Linked DNA regions of Gossypium hirsutum: region 1 is linked to region 2. Evidence: chromatin contacts called from public Hi-C data. All regions are on one chromosome and are shown on one strand. The core of a region is the stretch at or near the end of the contact, and the rest is flanking DNA. Distances in the headings are between cores, read along the strand shown.

The links. Hi-C and Micro-C count contacts between places; a contact is called where the count stands out from the background.
Region 1: a contact with region 2 is called in a Hi-C map of leaf, with 2.1 times the contacts expected there. The contact joins the enhancer-like site here to the promoter of LOC107901065 in region 2. A contact is called at or near these places in 4 of 34 Hi-C or Micro-C datasets (hypocotyl and leaf).

Annotation. Positions count from the first base shown.
Region 1 is chrA12:67,288,602-67,293,524 of Gossypium_hirsutum_v2.1, forward strand. LOC107952781 (a long non-coding RNA gene) reads left to right here. Exons shown (of 4, transcript XR_001698921.2): 4 at 38-378. It also overlaps the pseudogene LOC107955770. Among protein-coding and RNA genes, the nearest start is that of LOC107952781, 4.1 kb to the left of the region's middle. Within about 2 kb of position 3,015, at least 1 of the 9 cell types and tissues checked has an H3K27ac peak or open chromatin away from gene starts, as enhancers often do. A contact at or near this core is called in leaf, where this site is marked.
Region 2 is chrA12:66,692,527-66,697,181 of Gossypium_hirsutum_v2.1, forward strand. It overlaps LOC107901065 (peroxisomal and mitochondrial division factor 2), which reads right to left and starts at 2,122. Exons shown (of 2, transcript XM_016826913.2): 1 at 1,932-2,122; 2 at 649-1,774. The coding sequence starts at 1,753. The coding sequence ends at 875.

The sequences.
Region 1 (4,923 bases), core at 1,765-4,264, 600 kb after region 2:
AATATTCGGTACTGATATATGCTATTCACTGGACCAGGCAGCCAAGGATCATTGCATATATTAACACGAACACCATTGCCAAAATGCCAAAATATCCCCTTTGCAATCAAATCTCGAGCATTACAAATGCTTCTCCAAGTAAACGATGGGTAAGAACCGATTTTTGCCGATAAGATATCTGAAAAATGGATAATATCTAGCTTTCAAAACTTTAATTAAAAGGCAATTAGGCTGGGATAAAGGATGCCAAACTTGTTTTGCTAATAATGTCGTATTAAACAAAAACAAATTTCTAAATCCCAGCCCACCAACACATTTCGGTTTATACAAAGCATCCCAATTGCTCCAATGAATGCATTCAGTAGATTTATTATTAAACCACTAGAATTTATTCATTATGCCTTTTAACTTGCGACATAAAGATTTTGGCAAAGCAAAGCATTGCATGACATAAAATGGTATAGCTTGTAAAACTGATTTAATGAAAACCTCCTTACCCCCCATTGAGAGATAGCGTAAGCTCCACCCATCAATTTTTTTTCCTGAACTGATCAACAAAGTTAGCAAAAGCCCATGTCTTTTTCCGTCCAACCATTATTTGTAAACCTAAACACTTCTCAAGATTTGAAGCCACCAGAACACCCAATAGGTTGGTTATAATCTCTCTGTCATTAGACTCCACATTAGCCCCAAAATAGATAAGAGATTTATCGAAATTCACTCGTCGTCCCGAAACCATGTCATACTCCTGAATAATATTTCAAACCACACTAGCTCCCTCACTTGAGGCATCCCAAAAAAAATTGCAGTTATCCACAAAAAACAAGTGGTTAATCGAATGTCTTTCCCTTCCAATAGGAGCACCCTTCATCAGCCCTTTATGTTTGCCTTCATTAAGCAGTGTAGAAGAACCCTTAGCACAAATTAAAAAGAGATAAGGGCTGAGTGGATCGCCCTATCTTAAACCTCGCGAAGGTGAGAACCAATCACTATTAGACCTATTAAGACTCACGGAATAGGAGACAGAACAAACATATCTCATAATAAAGATAACTTTATCAGTATGAAAACCCAAACGAGTCATCATTCCAGCCAAAAATTCTACTCAACATGATCGTATGTTTTACTCATATCGAATTTAAGCGCAAAATTCCCTTTTTTACCTTTCTTATTCATTTTAAAGGAGTGAAAAACCTCATAAGCAATTAACACATTATCCGAAATATGTCTTCTTGGGATGAAAGCCCCTTGAGCTTTATTTATACAACTTCCCAAAATTGCACTCATACGATCCATTAAGACTTTCGCAATAATTTTGTAAACTACGTTACAAAGACTTATAGGTCGAAATTGTGAGAAATTTTTTGGTTTCTAAACTTTAGGAATCAAAAGAATGCGGGTTTTATTAATCTCTCCTATTTCAGATTCACCATTCAGAATAGATAAACAGTAATTAGAAATATCAGACCTAATAATATGCCAGAACCTTTGGAAAAAAATTACGGGAAAACTGTCGATGCCGGGAGCCTTCAAAGGTGCCATTGACTTGACAGCATAGCCAATATCCTCCTCAGTGAACTGTTTAAGCAATTTATCATTCATACTCATAGTAATCTTTTTCTCCACTAACCCAAACAAATGTTCATCAGCACCTATTTTAGAGGCCGAAAATAAATTACCAAAATAATCCGAAGCGAGCTATAACATCTTATCGGTTGTAGAGAACCATTTGCCATTCTCCCCTTCTAACCCAGTAATTTGACCACGGTTGTTGTTGAACAGCCACTTTATGAAAAACTGGTATTCCGATCCCCATTTTTCAACGATTGACGCAGGCTTTTTATCCCCCAAAATTTTTTTCTTGACCAGCCTCCAAATTAAGACCTAGTTGAACATCCGTGATTTCGACTAAGATCTCATCAATTGGATCTTGATTGTAAAGATAATATAATCTTTCTAAATCTACACGAATTTTTTTTTCTCTTCATTTCTGGATCAACACCATTGCTGAAGCTGCTGGCCCATTTTATCAAGCTTATCTGGGATGCTTCCTAAAAAAATAGCCCAATTCCTTTTTACCTTCTCCTCAAAAGAACTTTCTAAACACCATTTCGCCTCAAAACGAAAAAGTCTGGCTCCATTACACTGATCATTCATTCGCATTCCAGTGGTATCCAAGAGAATAGGACAATGATTCGAGAAACAATGGCTCAAATGCTCCACCTAGTAGCTTGGAAAAAGATTCATCCAATCCAAAGATGCAACTCCCCGATCAAATCTTTCCCTTATATTTGTTGACAAAAACCTTCCTCACTCCCACGTAAACCGCCTACCAATATAACTTAAATCATTGAGCTTGCAATTATCCAATGTGGTTTGAAACTCATTCATCTACCGTTTTGATCTAAGACGACCACCTTTTTTTCAAAAGAATTTGTGGTCTCATTGAAATCCCCCATCACAACCCATGGGATCATTTGGTCATGTCCCAACTGTCTAAGTAATTCCCACGACCCGCCTCTATTCCTTTCATCCGGATTCCCATAAAACAACATTAGCCGCCAAACGTCACCACATTCATTGTCATGGACCTCAACATTAATATGAAAATAAGAGAAACTCTTAAGCCAAATCAACGAATTCCCTTTCCAACTAAAAAATAGACCACCTTTTGAACCTATCGGCCCGATATCAATCCCATGTTCAAAACCGCATTTCAATCTAATCATTTCCATCGTTTTAGAACAAAATTTTGTTTCCATAAGAAACAAAATCTGGGGATTAATGGCTCTAAATTTGTTCCTAAACCTATTAATAGTTCGTGATCTCCCCAAACCACGAACGTTCCAACTTAAGATTTTTATTGCATTTGGCTACTCTGTTCAACAGAGCTAGCCGTTAAATCAAAAAAGCCTCCCTCAAAATTGTTTCCCATGAGAGTTGTTGAACCCTCCACTATCCTTTGACATTTCTTTCCTTCCAAAGAAATTAATGAATCATTTTCCTCAACCAACATCAGATCTGTGGGCCCATTTTCAAACCCATTTCCATTCGAACCGCCACTGCCCAGATTATGCCAACTGTCATGCCCTTTATTTTGAATCTGTTGACTAGATTCCAAGGGAATTAAATTGGGATTTAAAGATTTTGTTCCCAATTCCCTCTTAAGTTTCGCCCAGCATCACTCATCCATCTTAAATTACTGCTCTGATTGATTCTTTCTATATCCACACTACTACACAGTAATCCGTTAACTTCACAGACCCACCTACTCACAGTGGTATTCCACTAGCACGCCACCACACACAAAGATATATTCCAGCCAAAAATAATTTTAGATAGGTCAATTTGAAGACGAAAAGGACAGTAACTCTCACCATGCCCTAGTTTATCACAAATGAAACAAAATAGACTCCATTTCTCATATTGAAAGTTAACATAAACAGTCATTTCTTTACGATCTGGATCTTTTTCTTTCTTTTCAACAGAATAGATACATCCAGTCGAATATGAATACGCATAAAATTTTTGGACCCAAAATAGCACCAAATTGCTTAGCCATCATTTCCGTCATCAAACCTAGAGGCAAATCGTGTAATTGGACCCAAAATTCAATAAAATTTAACGATATAACTGACGGATCTTCTCTACTTTGGACTTTTTGTAGAATAAGCAAATGGCTATTGAAAAACCATGGTGTACCAAGAAGCACCCTTTGGACGTCAACATCATGAAAAAATTGAAAAAGAAACCATGTCCCCTAGATCCGAGATACAAATCCCTCCAATAGGATGCCAAAGATCAACCATGGTATTACATAGAGAAGGAAAATAGACAACACTATTAGTTAGACATCACCCAACCAAACAAAACTGATAGTTCTGATCCACCACCACAACTTCCTCATGAAACGTCTCCTCCTCCTCATCCATTAAACTCAAATTGGCTAACCCCTCATCCATAACTTAAAAAAAAAAAAAGCCGACTCAACTATCACACCAAAACAAAGGAAAAAATTAAAATATAATCAAGAAAAGCGGCTAGAAAGAGAAGAAAATTAAGAAAAAAAAATTCGTGTCTAAAAACAGACAGAGAATACATGTCAAAATATAGACTAATAACATTATTTTTTACATTCACATAAAAAGAATTATTTAAGCATTGAACAATATTTTTTATCATATGATCGTTAGTTTGTTAGTTTTAAATTCAACATTTTATTAATTACGTTATAGATTATATATTACTCCATAATATTTACTAGTATTGATTTAGAAAATCAGGCTCCTAAAGAACTATTTTCTAGAATTTACCATTTAAAAATGGAAGACAAAGAATTTATTTTTTAATTATCATTGACCAAATACTTCTGTAAAAAACAAAAACAAAAATCGAAAAATGTTTCCGGTTCCACACAATTCTTGTCTATTATGATTTTAACGCAGAATAGTAAACCTTAACAAGTATGCATCGCAATTTCTTTTCCTCTATCAATCATGTAAATATAAATGCAATATAAATTACTTCAGAATCTTAAACACAAACGAATCTAAAGCATGCACCATTCATATTTAAATGTGTTATTATTTTTATGGTTTAATAAAACATATCTTGTTCAAGTTAAAACCGGTCACATGAACATAAAATCAAAGTGATATCCACAGAAATGAAACTTGAAACCCTAATGTCATTCATTTCTACTTTGTTTGCCTTATATCAAACTTATCTTTTTCACAAAACTTGTTCCTCGAATCCAGCTCTCGGGCCAGATGCGTTTTGCTCAGGTAGAATCTTTTTGTATTCAGCAAGCAGTTTCGGAATATCATTCATCCGTAGCTGAAAATACAAGAATATAGAAATCAGAAGAAATGAGGATAGGTGATGTAGTTAATAAACGCAGGATAGAGGACGATGAAACACCAC
Region 2 (4,655 bases), core at 872-3,371:
AATATCCATCCCTTAAAATATTGATACCTCCCCAAAAGATATCAATACCGTTTCACTTGAAGTGAAGCTTTAATTTTGTTTGCTTGAACAAAAACCTTTATTGTCGATTTTAAGAACTACTTACACTTGAACTGAGAAGTTGAAATGCATGGACTGTCAATTAATATTTGAGCATCAAATGCAAAGTTACTTATCCGAATTCGACATTGAGTCGAATAAGAGGGGTGCTATATTTGGACTAATATTATAACTAAGACAATTGGCAAAGGGATGATCAAATGACTAAGCAAATCTTTTATGTTTGGTGTCTAACATATTAGAAAAATAAGCAAACATATGTCTACTATAATAATATCCTTGATATCAATCGAGTCCCAACATAGAAAATTATCAAAAACAAGAAAATATTTTTGTCTCTCTATAAATCAATAATAATTTATACAATTTAAATAATAAAAAAACATCATACAATTTTGTCATTTTAATAAATATATTCCATATGCAAAATTCAAATAACATTGCAACTGAATAAACCAGAAGGCTAGTTCAAAAACAGAAAAACCGAAAGGCAAGGAAGGGTGATTAGGACTACTTCAAATTCACAATAACAAAATAAAACAAAGAAAACATAACAGTGCCCTTAAGGCATCAAGTCAAACTGCAGAAATTCCTTCAAAAACTAAATGGAAGTGCCACACTGGTTTTCAAAATTATAATTGCCAACTAGCAAACAACATAAGTATATAGTAGTAGAAGAAAGTGAGATTCATGGGCAGAAAATTGAAAATCCCAGTACCTATCAAAAATTGAACCCAGATTCATTATTCGTATAATAAAATCCTAAGCCCGATGATCATGCACCAGTAATCATCAATTACGACCGCTTCCTACAGCAAAGATACACCGCAGCAACCGCAACAAAGATAGCTGCAGCCGATCCTGCTGCCACAAGCGGCGGCACATTTAGCCCTTTCTCTTTACTCTCAGCAGTCTCAACAATCTCTCTTGATTTCCCATTGATACCCTCGGCAGCCTTCTTCTCTACCTCCTCCTTCAATTCCAACAACTTTAACTTGAAGCCCATCGCTCTCTCCTCGGATTCTCGTTGTTCTTCCTTAGTCGTCTCCAGTTCAACCCTCGTTCTCGCCACCTCTGCTTCCAGGTCCTTAACTTTATTCTCGAATACATCCAGCTGTTGCCTCAGCTCCTCTTCCATCCTAACATTTTTGCTCCTCTCCTCCGATTCCCTCACTTCTAGAACCCCTAATTTCCTCTCCAACTCCCTCTCTCTCTTCTCGCTCTCAACTTTCTCTTTCTTCAGTTCAGTGATTTCCTTGTCCAATCTCTTAATCTCCAACCCTTTCTCTTCCAATTCTCTCTTCAACTCCATCGACTGCTTGTTCGCTTCATCTGCATCACTCATCGAAGTGATCAGATCATGTTGAAGCCTCGCAACCTCGGTTTCGAGATCAGCCGATCTCGTGGCAACTGATTTCAGGACCTTCTTATCTTCGTCCCAGTTATCCATTTCTTGCCTCATTTCTTCTTCCTTGTTTCGCAGTTGATCAATTTCTAAGGTCGCCTTTTTCACCTTCTCCTTCAACTCTTTGTTCTCGTTGCTCAGGTCCAGCTTCTCACTTTCAAGCGCTTTAATTTTGCTATCCTGTTCAGTGAATTTGGCTTCATCAGCGTCGTAGAAATTGTCCGCCATCTGATTCTCCACTTCGCCGTTGATGACCGTCGAATCTGCCATTTGCTCTTAATAGCTGTTTGGCTGCGAAGAAAATCACACAAAAAAGGTTAGAAGTTAGGAAGACAGAAAACCCTAAAGATAACCCTTTTTGTGGCAAAGATAGAGAGCACCAAATATATTATATATATATTTTTCTGAGAAAAGAGAAATGAAAGAGAACTTTATGTTTTAGTTTTACCTCCTCTAATACAAAGTAAGATGAAAATGTGAGGAAAAGAAAGTGCAAAAGAAGCGGCACCTCTGTTTTCCTGATGATTCGTTTAGGGTTTTGTATGTTTCATAATCAGATGAGAAGGAATAAAAGGAACATGTGTGGATTGAAGGAATCCAGGACAAACGAACGGTTAAGAATAAAGGGAGCCACGTTGGTGGCACTTTGCAGTGGCAGTGATGAAAAGCGAGGAGTGGGGGAGCGTGGGACCATGTAAAAGTAACAATGGTTTTTTTTTTATCGAGTAAACTCACTTAATTTTTAAAAATTATAAATTAATCATTAAATTATTTAAAGATTATCAATTAAATTAGTTGATTGTTATTCGTTTAGGGTTTTAATGTTTATTATTTAAGGTTACATATATTTCTTAGAATAAAAGAACATACAAAATACCCATAGGAGATCGTTGTTAAATACTCAACTATAACAACTGCATTAAAATATCTTTACAATTCAAATATTATACCACTGACTAGTACAATCATCAATAATCCCACATTATCCCATTCAGTAAAGAAATTAATTCAGAATAAATTCTGGTTAACCCGTTCTTTAGATGTCATACCTAAATAAGTCGATTAGTCGAGATTAACGTCTTCTTTAATAGCGATATTGTTTAATCCGAATGATCTTCAGAAAAAATCTGATATCCCTTCTAAAACTATCTTTACTTGTTACCCCATTCTCAACTCTGATCGCATTATTAACCATTCAACAACAAAACTCTTCGGTTTCACACTTGCGAGCTTAGTCAATCTAAATTTTGAGAATTTTATTGTATAAGACTGTACTGATGAGGGGGTGAAGATCGTAAAGCCTCAAAATTTGACTCTCATATATACACACATATAACATAACATTTATCATCAACATAATCATTATAAACATTTATTCATACCTTTATGAGTCTCGACTCATCATAAGTAACTTTCTAATCAGATACTTGAGTATCGCTTTCAGCATTATCGAAATTAGCTCGGTTGGAAAACATCTCTGTCTATAACTAAAACAAATCTCATTAGAGTCGGGAGATACCACATTATCAGAAGTTATATAACAATATGTATTTCTAGACTTCACACATGCTATATTCAGTCCAAAAACCGACTAAACCGTAGCTCTGATACCAATAAATGTAACACCCTAACCTAAATTTGTTGAAAAATAGGGTTATAGAGTATTATCAGAGTTTACAAATCAAACAGACACAAAATATAACAGCCCGATTTTGGGTCTAGTCGGAACAGTGGTTTGGGGACCATGAATCTGACATAGAAAAATTTATTTTTATTATATTTTTATGGTCTACAATTTTATGGAATGATTTCATGAAAATTTCGTTAAAAATGTTGACGTTTGGGCACTCAATTTGGTCAAAAGAACTAAATTGTAATAATTGCAAAATGTGAGTTCTATAGGTTAAAGGTGTCAAATTGTTATGAAATTCTAAATTGGAGGTCCTTAAATGATAATCAGACCATTGGTTAAGTTGGTGGACAAAAAATGGACATGGTTAGGTATGTTTCTAAAGTTTTTCATTAAGGGTATTTTAGTAATTTGGTAATTAAATGAATTAAAAAGGCAAAATAAAAGCAATTTTTTGTCCATCTTCCTCCCATGGATGAAATTCACAAAAGGAAACCATGGCTAGGGTTTTTCAAGCTTCCAAGCTCAATTGTAAGTCCGTTCTAGCCTCGTTTTTATTGATTTTTATGTTTTTTAAATCCTTGTAACATGATCTACCTATTTCTAGTACTAATTTGAGAAATGGTTGAAGGTCTAGGGTTTGACCCATGTTGAACATGTATGTATTTTGATGTTTAATGGTAGAAAATGCATGTTAGTTGTTAGATAAATGACTTTTGCCAAGTGATTTTCGATGAAAATTCTTAAAAAAGACCTATTTGTAAAAAGTTGTAAAATAGGTGTTAAAATGTGAATAAAAGAAGAATGTGGGCTTCTATAAACATTTATAAGGTTCGGCTAGGCATGGGTATTGAAGAAATTGAGTACATTTCATTTTACGAGCCTAGGGACTAAAATATAAAAATGTGAAACTTTAAGGGCAAAAATGTAATTTTTACCATAATATGATTTTGGGCTGATTTGAATAATATAATGATTAAACAAGTTAAATGTGATATTATAGATCAAGAAAAATGAGGTTTGGAATTAGAACGGGGGAGAAACAAGTATTTGACAGTTAGGTCCTTTTCGCCATTTTTATGCCTTTAATAAGCATTAAATTATATATGTATAAATGCTTAATTGGTATAATTGTGGTAAATGCTATATTATTGAAATGAAATGTGAATGCTATTGAGTACGATATTGGAAATGACCGACAGAGATTCGATATAAGAAAAGTCCCGGTTGAACCTTAGGAATAGATAGGATACAAATGTCATGACATTAGGGTTATTGAGATTACGTGTAAGACCATATTTGGGATAAGGAATCGATATGAGACTTCTTATAAGACCATATTTGTGCTATTGGCATCAATACGAGATTACATGTAAGACCATATCTGGGATAAGGTAGTGGTACGGTACTGTGTGGACGAGATTCTCAAGTATCCTTTAGTATTCCAAGTGGTTCAATGGGAAATTCAATGGGTATGTCAAAGAAGAGAAAGTGCATGTAAGTATTACGAATTAGCACAAGTATGTACATAAGTTTATAAGC